Regions from separate parts of the Sus scrofa genome. Here region 2 is linked to region 1. The links are chromatin contacts, called in public Hi-C maps. All regions are on one chromosome and are shown on one strand. Each heading gives the region's core, a stretch centred on a gene start, on an enhancer-like site or on the middle of the called end of the contact. The rest is flanking DNA. Distances are from core to core; before and after follow the strand shown.

The links. A called contact is a pair of places that touch in the nucleus more often than the background predicts.
Region 2: a contact with region 1 is called in a Hi-C map of heart right ventricle, with 10 times the contacts expected there. The contact joins two enhancer-like sites. A contact is called at or near these places in 1 of 47 Hi-C or Micro-C datasets (heart right ventricle) and 1 of 2 datasets of contacts at active chromatin or transcription factors (skeletal muscle).

The regions. Positions count from the first base shown.
Region 1 is chr2:39,685,161-39,690,475 of Sscrofa11.1, reverse strand. The region is part of intron 2 of NAV2 (neuron navigator 2); the gene reads left to right. Among named protein-coding and RNA genes, the nearest start is that of NAV2, 400 kb to the left of the region's middle. Within about 2 kb of position 3,960, at least 10 of the 83 cell types and tissues checked have an H3K27ac peak or open chromatin away from gene starts, as enhancers often do.
Region 2 is chr2:39,832,962-39,838,290 of Sscrofa11.1, reverse strand. All of the region lies in intron 2 of NAV2 (neuron navigator 2), which reads left to right. Among named protein-coding and RNA genes, the nearest start is that of NAV2, 250 kb to the left of the region's middle. Within about 2 kb of position 3,735, at least 23 of the 83 cell types and tissues checked have an H3K27ac peak or open chromatin away from gene starts, as enhancers often do.

The DNA of each region.
Region 1 (5,315 bases), core at 2,711-5,210:
CTTAACCCATTAGGCCACCAGGGAACTCCCCTCAGTGCTGCTTCTAACTACACCCAAATCTAGTTGAGGGTGGGAAGGAGAGAGACACAGGGAGGGAAAATAAATTGCTGGAGTTCCCATCGTGGCTCAGTGGTTAGCGAATCCGACTAGGAACCATGAGGTTGAGGGTTTGATCCCCGCCCTTGCTCAGTGGGTTAAGGATCCGGTGTTGCCCTGAGCTGTGGTGTAGGTCGCAGACACGGCTCGGATCCCGAGTTGCTGTGGCTCTGGCGTAGGCCGGTGACTACAGCTCCCATTTGACCCCTAGCCTGGGAATCTCCATATGCCTTGGGAGCGGCCCAAGAAATGGCAAAAAGGCAAAACAAACAAACAAACAAACAAACAAAAACAAATTGCTGAAAGGTTTTTCATCATGAGAGGTAGTAAAATCCAACTCAGACTTGCCTTCTTCAAGTAGCCTGGGGCTCTGTTCTTTAAAAGGTGCTGCCTTTCTAGTGGGAAAGGATAAATGATGATAGTGCTGGGAAGCACTGCCAGACTGGAGTTGGTCACTAGGAATCAGTGTGGAGGACTGTGTGGCTTTCCCCTTGGGTCCCTGCTTCTTACTCATTTGGAATCATTTCTTCTCTGGATTGCAGAGCAGAGACTAATATAAATTTGACCTAGTCCCCAGAAATGTTTACCTGGCTAAAAATATGCCGGCTTTGTTATATTTTTAGCCAAATTTAGATTTGAAGTATATGCCTTGCCCACACCCATGTATTAGGCATGAACTGTTGGTACATTTTGTAACAGGAAGCTGCTGGTTTTCCATCCCAAAGAACTGGAATTCGGTCAGAAATTTGTCATTTGCAAATGCCAACTCTCACCACATTCCACTGCTGTTTTGAAGAACGTCTCGTCACCTGGATTCGGAGGAAGCAGGCCATGGGCGAGGCCGGGCTGGCCAGGCTGTCCTGGTGTATTTTCTCCAGGTCTGGTGCCTTCCAAGCGACCTCCGCCTGGCTCTTTCCAGGCCCACGCCATCTGCAGTGTGTTTTGTTGCCTTTGGATTCGTGTATGGGCAGACAGGGTGCTTATTTTAGAACTGGAAGGAGAAGAGATGTATCAATAAAAAAAAAAAGCTGGGAAGGAAAAATCCATTCAGTGGTTTTAAAATATCTCTCCCTTAACAGGACAGATTATTTTTGTTTCTTAAAAACAACTGGCTGATTTGCTCCTCGAAACAGACTTGGAAAGAGAGCTGTATCAGACTGTCGAAAAGGAAGGGGCTGTCAAGGTGGCCTGTAGGTCCACCCTGGTCCATTCACACAGCACAGGTCGTTTCCTCCCAGCCTCCAAAGCCTCTCCTGCTCCTGATCCATGGGTTCCAGAACCTTAGAACTCTATCACAAAGACCCTGTTTCCTCACCTCTTTATTTTATAGATGACGAAGCAGAGCCTCAGGGCCTTTGCCCTTGCTATTCTTTCTGCCTAGAGTGCCTTCCTAGATATTCACATGGCTCATTCCCTTGCCCTCAGTCTCTGCCTAGATGCTACTTTATAAAGGTGCTGTTTCTGACCATCCTATATAAAATAGCAATCCATCCTTTTATGTCTTCTTACCTTGCTTTATTTTTCTCCAGAATCAGAGCAGTTTCTCCTCCAGACATGTTATGCATTTATTTGTCTTGTGTCTTCCTCTGTGAGACTTTCAGCTCCACGAGAACAACGGCTTTGTCTATCTTGTTCAAAGTTGTATCCCCCGTACCTAGAACAGTGTCCAGCACGTAGTAGGTGCTTACTCAACATTTAGTGACTAAACAACAGGGACTCGTGCAAGATTTCAGGCAGGTCTGGGACTAGCATCTAGGTCTGACTCCCCAGTCCAGGATGCTTAAGTAAGCTACTCTTTTATTAGAGAATGCTATTCACTATTTCTACAGACACTACTAAGAAACCTACAGTGTGTTCCTTAAGATGCTAATAGGTCAAACTGTCCTCCCTTTGACAGTTTTGCATCTTTTGTAGGGGCTCTTTTTGCAAAGGGTGGATGAGTGTGTCTTACTGTAATGATCAATGTCTTAATGCAGCAATGTGAGTGAGTTGGCTGGGAAGAGGTAATACTTTTGATCAGGTTGGGGAATTCCTACCCTACGACTAGACTCTTACTTGGTCCAAGTTTAGGGCTGGATCCACAGTAGTACGTGGAGGTGAGAATTGGATTTGCCCGCGTACACCAATTCCACTCTGTCTTTAGTTTCCCTTCCTTCTCTCCTTCTCTATTCCCACCCCTCCTTCCTCCTCCCTTCCTCCCTCCTTCTTTCCTTCCTTTCTTTCTTTCTTCTGGCCCCCTCTGATGCTTTGACCCTTGGTAATAATAGTACGTTCTGTGTACCAGCAGTAATGGCATCATCTGGAGGCTTGATAGAAATGCAGAGCCTCGGGCCTAGCACCAGAGCCTTGGAATCAGAACTTGCATTTTAACCCAACCCCAAGATCTATCACAGGCAAATTAAAGTTTGAGAAGCAGAGGGACATTTCTGCCCTGAATCCTTCAGAAATATTGAAGAGAAAGCTCCTTCCTGTAAATACTCAGCTGCCTCCTCCATCTGGCGGCGCAGGTCTTTAATCACTCTGTGATTAGGGATGGGGTGGGGGGTGGACAGGGTAACCCTAGAAGAGCGAATCATACAAGAGACTTCTAGAGTCCGTGGCCACTGCCTTTCTTACATCGCTCAGTCTTATTCACCTGTGCACTGGGCTTTGTAGCTTGGTCAGCGTGACAGGAGGCTGTGATCTGTCCAGTAACTGCAGACAGAAGGGAGATCTGGTCTTTAACCTGGGAGCTCAGGATCAGAGGACCCTGGCTCTCCTCTCTGCCTCTGTGCTCTGGGCTGGTCGAGAAGGCATCTTTCAGGAGCTGGAAGCAGGTCCATCCCAACCCTTCTCATAGTGAGCTGTGAGATCCTCTCACCCCTTCTGCAAAGGGAGGACAGCCATTCCTCCAGTCTGAGCAGAGCCTACCTCCCAGGATCCTCTGCTGTTTGGAGGTCTTCTTCCAATTCTCCTTGCATTGCAGCGGGAGATTGCATCACATGATTGCAGCGTGGGGTTGTGAAGGAGTGCATCTTGGAGTACCAATGGGAGGGGCTCGCTCTGGTGGCCACGCTGGGCTCTGCATCCCTGCCTAGGGAAGCCCTGGCAATGGGAAGGTGCTGTGCCAATGTAATCTGTCCCCCTGCTGAGGTGTTTCTTTCAGTCTTGCTATGGCTGGGGATTGATTTGCAGACAGCCCATTGAGAAGAGCGGAGTAGATTAATTGGGCCTCTGAATCAGGCTGTTTGGTGAAATTATTGTCTAACGCTGACGTGAGAGCTTTTTTGCCTCATTCTGTATAAATCGGAGCTGTTGAAAAGCAGCTCACATGGTCACTGGTGCTGCAGAAACTGCCCGTTTTTGCACATACCCCTGGCCCAGGCAGGCATGGGCCACTGCAGGTGGAGAAAGGAGATTTGGTGGCCTCGCTCCGGAGTCCAAAATGGTGGAGGGAGTCGAGGGGGGCTTCTCTTCCTTCCCCAGCTCCCCAAGATTTGTCTCGTTTAATGCCATCAAGTCACCTGGAGGAGGGGCATCCCCAGCCCCCGTCAAGTCCAGGCTGGGCCCTGATGGGAATAGGGAAGCTGTGCCATGACCGAAAGATGATGAGCCTGATGCTAAGATGGTTGTGAGTGTGTGTATATATGCATGGGTGTGTGTGCGTGCATGTGTGTGTGTGTCCAGATGCTCTTGAGAGGCTCGAAAAAACACTTCAACTGCTGGCAGCATCATAGCATGTGAGCAGCGTGGAGAAGCTGAAAGAGCACTGTTCTTAGAGTCAAGAAACTTGCATTTTCTCTCCAGACCCTACTTGAACAAGCCGCATGACCTGGGCGCACGGCCAGTCATTCTTTGCCAGGACCACGTGGAGCTGTCAAAACAGAACACATGTCCAGACGTCTCCCTTCCAGATCTAGGCCTGGGCCAGGGCTTCGGCATCTGTATCTCCCATGCCTCTGCAGGGGACTCTGCTGCACAGTCTGGGGGGAGATCTCTTGGATTTGAGACCAGCTCTTTCAGAGAAGTCAGGATAATGAAGTGGGTGAGACCACGTTGTCATGACCACACAGACTGGGGTTTGGATTCCAGCTCTGTCCTTGTAAGGCGCAGCGTTGGGTGAGTTGCTGATAAACTTGCCCTTTCTTCCTCAGCTGCTCCAGAAGCACATGGGTCAGGTTGTCCCAGGGCTGCTCTGCACATGAGATGCCATAAAGTGTATGGAGCATGTGGCAAGTGCCTGGTATGTGATGCATCCTCCATAAGTGCTAGGTCTCGGGTGTGTGTGTGTGTGTGTGTATGTGTGTGTGTGTTTTCTACTCTACTCTAATATATGGATAGAAACCTCTCTAGTAAGGGCAGGGAGAATGCAGTCGGGAAATGAGATGGCAGAACTCAATTATATTAGTGTAATTTGGCAATACGGAAACCAATTAATTCATTCTTTCAGACAGTTATTAACAGGAAAGGGAGCGTGCAAAGCAAGGTCCTGTGGGGCCAGAGAGATGCTGAGCGTGTACCACTTCCTCCTCCCAAAATAAGTGGTTTTTTTTAATAATGATTTTTATTTTTTCCATTATAGTTGGTTTATAGTGTTCTGTCAATTTTCTCCTGTATAGAAAAGTGACCCCGTCTCTCTCTCTCTCACACACACACATATATATTATTTTTCTCACATTACCATGCTCCATCACAAGTAGCTAGATATAGTTCCCAGTGCTCTACAGCAGGACTTCATTGCTTACCCAGTGTTTCTTAAACTCCACTGTGCATCCATATGACCAGGGAGATTGTGAAATATGTAGACTCCTAGGCCTCAGCGTCAGAGACTCTGATTTTGCAGATTTGGATGAGGCCCAAGAATTTGTATTTTTTTTTTGTCTTTTTGGGGCGCCACCCATGGCATATGGAGGTTCCCAGGCTAGGGGTCAAATCTACAGCTGCCAGCCTACATCACAGCCACAGCAACTCGGGATCCAAGCTGCATCTGCAAGCTACACCACAGTTCACGGCGACACCAGTTCCTTAACCCACTAAGCGAGGCCAGGGATCAAACCTGCAACCTCATGGTTCCTAGTCAGATTCGTTTCTGCTGCACCACGACGAGAACTCCAAGAATTTGTATTTTTGACAAGCATGATCGATCACGTGAGTGTTCAGAAGCTGGTCCACAGCCCCCGCTCTCTGACAAAGGCTGGTCCAGAGGGAGAAATCAACTGCGATGATTCAGAGAAGGAGGG
Region 2 (5,329 bases), core at 2,486-4,985, 150 kb before region 1:
CACCACAGCTCACGGCAACGCCGGATCGTTAACCCACTGAGCAAGGGCAGGGACCGAACCCGCAACCTCATGGTTCCTAGTCGGATTCGTTAACCACTGCACCACAACGGGAACTCCTGTCTCGTTTATCTTGATGGCGACCCCATCAGATGGTTATTGTTCTTTTGTTTTGTTTTGTTTTGTTTTGTTTTGCTTTTTAGAGCCACACTTGTGGCAAATGGAGATTCCCAGGTTAGGAGTCAAATCGGAGCTACAGCTGCCAGCCTACACCACAACCACAGCATCAGATCCTGGCCACGTCTGCGACCTACACCACAGCTCACAGCAACGCCAGATCCTTAACCCGCTGAGCGAGGCCAGGGATGGAACCCGTAACTTCATGGTTCCTAGTAGGATTCGTTTCCATTGCGCCATGGCAGGAACTCCGGTTATTGTTCTTATTTCCATTTTTCTGATTTAAAAAAACATGAGACAAGGCTAGTAAGTCATGTAACCAAAGGGCATGGGGTAGGATGCAGTGGGTGGCCTTGGGCTTGAACTCCTCGTCTGTCCTGCTCTCCACGTGCATGTTCCTTCCACCTCATCATGCGACTTTAATGGCCTTATCTGAGGCCATACAGGGAAACATACAAGCAGAGATGGCCAATGGCTGTCCGTTGGGTGCAAACATCATTTCCTTATCAAGCCCTCTGATGGGCTCAGCCTGGCTGAGCTGCTGGGATCACTCACAAGAAGCAGGCCTTTCCCTGTTGTCAGGATGCTTTTCTGGTCTCTGCAAGACCTCAGAGGAGGGAAAGGGCTTCAGAGTATCAACCACAGGAGTGAAGAAGAAAGGATGGCTTTCAGAAACTTTTCAGATATATTTGTGGTGGCAAATGCAGAAGCTGAGGAGGGCAAAGTTCAGATGTCTGTTCATCAAAGAACAGAGCCTATGATGTATGAGTCATCTTTTAACATCAAAAATCTTCCTCCAGGAGTTCCTGTCGTGGCTTAGTGGTTAATGAACCGGACTAGCATCCATGAGGATGCGGGTTTGATCCCTGGCCTCAGTCAGTGGGTTAAGGATCTGGCGTTGCTGTGAGCTGCGGTGTAGGTTAAGACATGGCTGGGATCCCCCGTTGCTGTGGCTGCTATAGCTCCAATTTGACCCCTAGCCTGGGAACTTTCATATGCCACGGGTGCGGCCCCAAAAAGACAAAAACAAAACAAAAAACACAAAAACTTCCTCCAGATGAAATCTTGGATGAGAGATCCACATGCAAACAGATTAAAAATGGAGATGTTTGGGGGAGTTGCGGTTGTGGCTCAGCAGGTTAAGACCCCGACATTGTCTTCTTGAGGCTGCAGGTTCAATCCCTGGCCTTACTCAGTGGGTTAAGGATCTGGCGTTGAGGCAAGCTGCCGCATAGGTGGCAGGTGCAGCTCAGATCCATTGTTGCTGTAGCTGTGGTGGTGTAGGCTGACTATTGCAGCTCTGATTTGACCCCTGGCCTAGGAATTTCCATATGCCGCAAGTGTGATCTTAAAAAGAGAAAAAAAATTGGAGGTGTTTTGACAAGCATCATGGTGGGGGTCCCAGATCACGGCCCATTGGGATGCCCGTGACCTGCCAGTGGGGTCTGGAGGCCCTGCCCTACCTGCAGGATTCCTCTCCCTCTACCCCTTCCTCCCGCTGGGAGCAGACATTGAGCTGCACCCAGTGGTATGACCATACTTTAAAAGCGGCTGGTGACTCTGCACTGCCCCAAGCTCTCTGTGCCCCCTGACCAGTGCCCCCAACCTGCCAGCCCCTGCCTCAACCCCCTGACCTCCCAACAGTCCAGAACCTAACAGGAAGGCCCGGCTCGCAGCAGGGCTCTGGAACCCTGTGCTGCAGCACATGCTGTCTGGGTCCTTGCCATGCCAATTATTTATTATGTCACGTATCCCCAGTCCTTGGGTCTTGTGCACCTGCTCTTCCCAATGATGGGTATTTTTGCTCATAAACATTCTTTTCTGCGGGGATGCCCTCCTCTCCTCCCTGTCGGCCCGGGCAGCTCCTGTACATCCTTTCAGATCGCCTCCTTCATGAAGCCCTCCCCGCTGGCTCCAGGGAGCATTCACGACTCCCTCTGAAACCTAACTCTCGTATGGTCTTTTTCATACTAAATGACAGATACTTGTTTATCTGCCTGCTTTCCCCACCAGACTGCATATTTTAAAAAGACAGACTGAGGCGAAATCATTCCCTCTCCAGGAAGCAGCCCGTCATAGGCCTGCCGTCAGATGGAATAAGGGTCTCTGTGGTCCAGCAAAGGCATTCCCAGGGTCCTTTAATTCGGCTGCTTCAGGACCAGCAGTGCTGGAGCTAAGGACTAAGTTCCCTAGAGGCTTCATCTTCCTCATCCAGGCATCTCCCGGTTCCCAGGACAGTGCCTGGTACACACAGTGCCCACCATCCATGTTCGTAGAAGCCTGGATGTCCTGACCGATGCTGCTTTTGGTAGATGGGATGCGTGTATTATCACCACAACCCTGCGACGTGGGTCTGACGTTTATCATGTGAGTGTGTTACATGAGGCTCAGACATGTTCAGTGGCTTGTCCAAGGTCACTCTTAGTACGTGGAGGAGCTGGGACTTGAACTCCAAAAGCCAAGTTCTTGGTTAGCCTCTACCCTGTACTCTGCTCACTTCCTTCACGGGGCTGCCTTTCCCATCCATCCTTAGAAATCCATCCTCAGATGCAGGAACTGGCCAGCTCACCCTCCTTTGCTGCCCTAAGACCAGGTGACATAGCGCAGGATTGGGGCCACTGACCAAGAGAGAAGATGGGCCATCTGGGGCCTAGCCATCCATGTGGCGGTCTTGGCCTCTGGACCCTGTCCCAGCTTCTTTTCTGGGTTCCCCAGCCTGTCACAGTCAGCCTCCTCGTCCCTCCGTGTCCTTCACCCCCTATCTTTTTCACAGCTCTATTTCCCCTCTTGTCAACAGATCGCTCAACAAAATGTTTTCCATCATTGCTGGCTAATTTTAGCCCTTTATCAGAGTTATTTCCTTCGGTAAATAGCTTCCTGGCATGGGGTGGGCAGCCTAGCTCCGGCGCCAGCGAGTGCGGCGCGGGCAGGAGGTGTGCAAGTGGGTGGGCACCTGAGAGGGGGGAGGAACCAGCCACACAGGCCAGAGCCGGCCTTGGGGGCTGCTTTCTGCTTTGGTGGCCATGAAGGCAGCAAGATGCTCATTCATTTCCCATTTCAATTCGTTAAAACCGTTCTTTGAGAAGGCGGCGTGTGCCGAGGGCCTTGGAAGCAGACAATCAGCGACAGGCGCCCAAAATAGCCTCGAAATCAGCAGCATTTTGTTTTGCTCCCTGCTTTTCATGCCCACAAGGGGAGGAAAGAAAGGATCCAGAGCAGTTTCTGCGTCCAAACACACATCTATTTTACAATAAGACAAATGACTCGTATTCCTGCTATTAAATCCAGCAGCGTCCCCTCCCCACCAGCCACCCCTTCTCCCAGGACCTCGCCAACATTTCCTTTTGTGGCTGCAAGAGAAGAAAAGAGTGGCTCACGCCTTCTCCAGTGCAGCGTGCCTCTGCCTCCTCCGGCTCTGCCTGCAAGCTTGGCTTTTACAAGCTGGGATTTTAATAAATTAACGCCACTCGTGCTGCTGCAGCTGCTGTAATGGCTTTCCAGAAGGTGCTGCGAGAGCCAGGCTCTGCTGGAGAGAAATGAGCCAGTGATTTGCTAGTGGAAGCCTCTTGGCCCCAGCCAGAGGTGACGCCAGGCCTTTGCAGAAAGCCTGGCTGCTCTCTGAATGCTACCCACTGTCCCTGCGTTTCTAACAGGGCTGGGGGACAAGCCTCAGATCCTGGAGGAGAGTCCCTGCTGGCCATGGAGGGAGCACATGCCGGGGGGAGGGGAGCCTCGAGGGGGGGAGCAGGAGACCTGGTCCCCAGCCCTAGCCCTGCCCTGATTCACAAGTGACCTTGTTTAAGCTACCAACCCCTTTAAGACCAGTTCCTGGGGGAATAAACTATGGGGCAGGAATTCCTGTAACCCCTATCTGAGGGGGTTACAAACCCAACTAGTGTCCACGAAGATGCAGGTTTGATCCCTGGCCTTGCTCAGTGGGTTGAGGATCCAGTGTTGCTGTGAGCTGTGGTGTAGGTCGTAGGCATGGCTCGGATTCCCAGTTCTGTGGCTGTGGCGTAGGCTGGCGGCTACAGCTCCCATTCAACCCCTATAGCCCGGGAACTTCCATATGCTGGAGGTGCAGCATAAAAAAGCAAAAAATAAATAAATAAAAAAATAAACTAGAGGGCGATCCTCTCCTTTATAGCAATTACACAGTGAGAATATAACACTTACGTGTAGAATATTTTGACCATCTAGAGTCGGGGGGTCTGTGTAGTTAGGCCCATGACCAGATCTGGTTATGCACCAAATCTGGTTGTGCCCCAAATCTGGTTATGCACCCATTTATGTCTTCAGCTGCTTGCACACTACAGTGGCCGAGCTGAGCAGTTGTCACACAGGGATTGGATGGACCCCAAAGCCTAAAGCATTTACCGTCTGGCTCTTTACTGAAGAAGTTCATCAATCCCTGGTCTAGATGGGAAGTTCAAGAGCAGAAACTCTGTCCCCTCTGAGAGGTTTAGGGACACTCTCAAGATGACTCAGTAAGTGGCCTAAAAGGAAATATGAGTCTGGAAGGCCCAACATCCAGGGCTATCAGGGAAGTTATCAATTAAATGTACACAAGTAGAAGTGGAATTTGACAAAAAAGAAATCCCTCCCAAGAATAAAAGTCATATGATGCATGAGGCGGGTGGGTGGTGAGGTCAGCGTCTGGGATAAAGATTCTGAGCAGGGACTCCCATGCAGGCAGATTCACCACCACTTCTGAACCACGCAGCCCTGGAAAAGTATGTGCTTTACCTGTCCGAGCCTCAGTTGCCTCATTTGTAAAAGGGTACAATAATCTTTATTTTGCAAGACCATTATGAGGATTTAGCATGATAATCTAAGCAAAATGCTATTTTTTTTTTTTTTGGTCTTTTTAGTGCTGCACCCACGGCATATGGAGGTTCCCAGGCTAGGGGTCTAATAGGAGCTACAGCTGCTGGCCTACACCACAACCACAGCCACGCCAGATCCAAGCCACGTCTGCGACCCACACTACAGCTCACGGCAACACCAGATTCTTAACCCACTGAGCCAGGCCAGGGATCGAACCCGCAACCTCATGGTTCCTAGTCAGATTAGTTTCTGCTGTGCCACGACGGGAACTCCTAAGCAAAATGCTAATACGGTGCCTGGCATATTTTGGGGGCTCTCTCCACAGCTG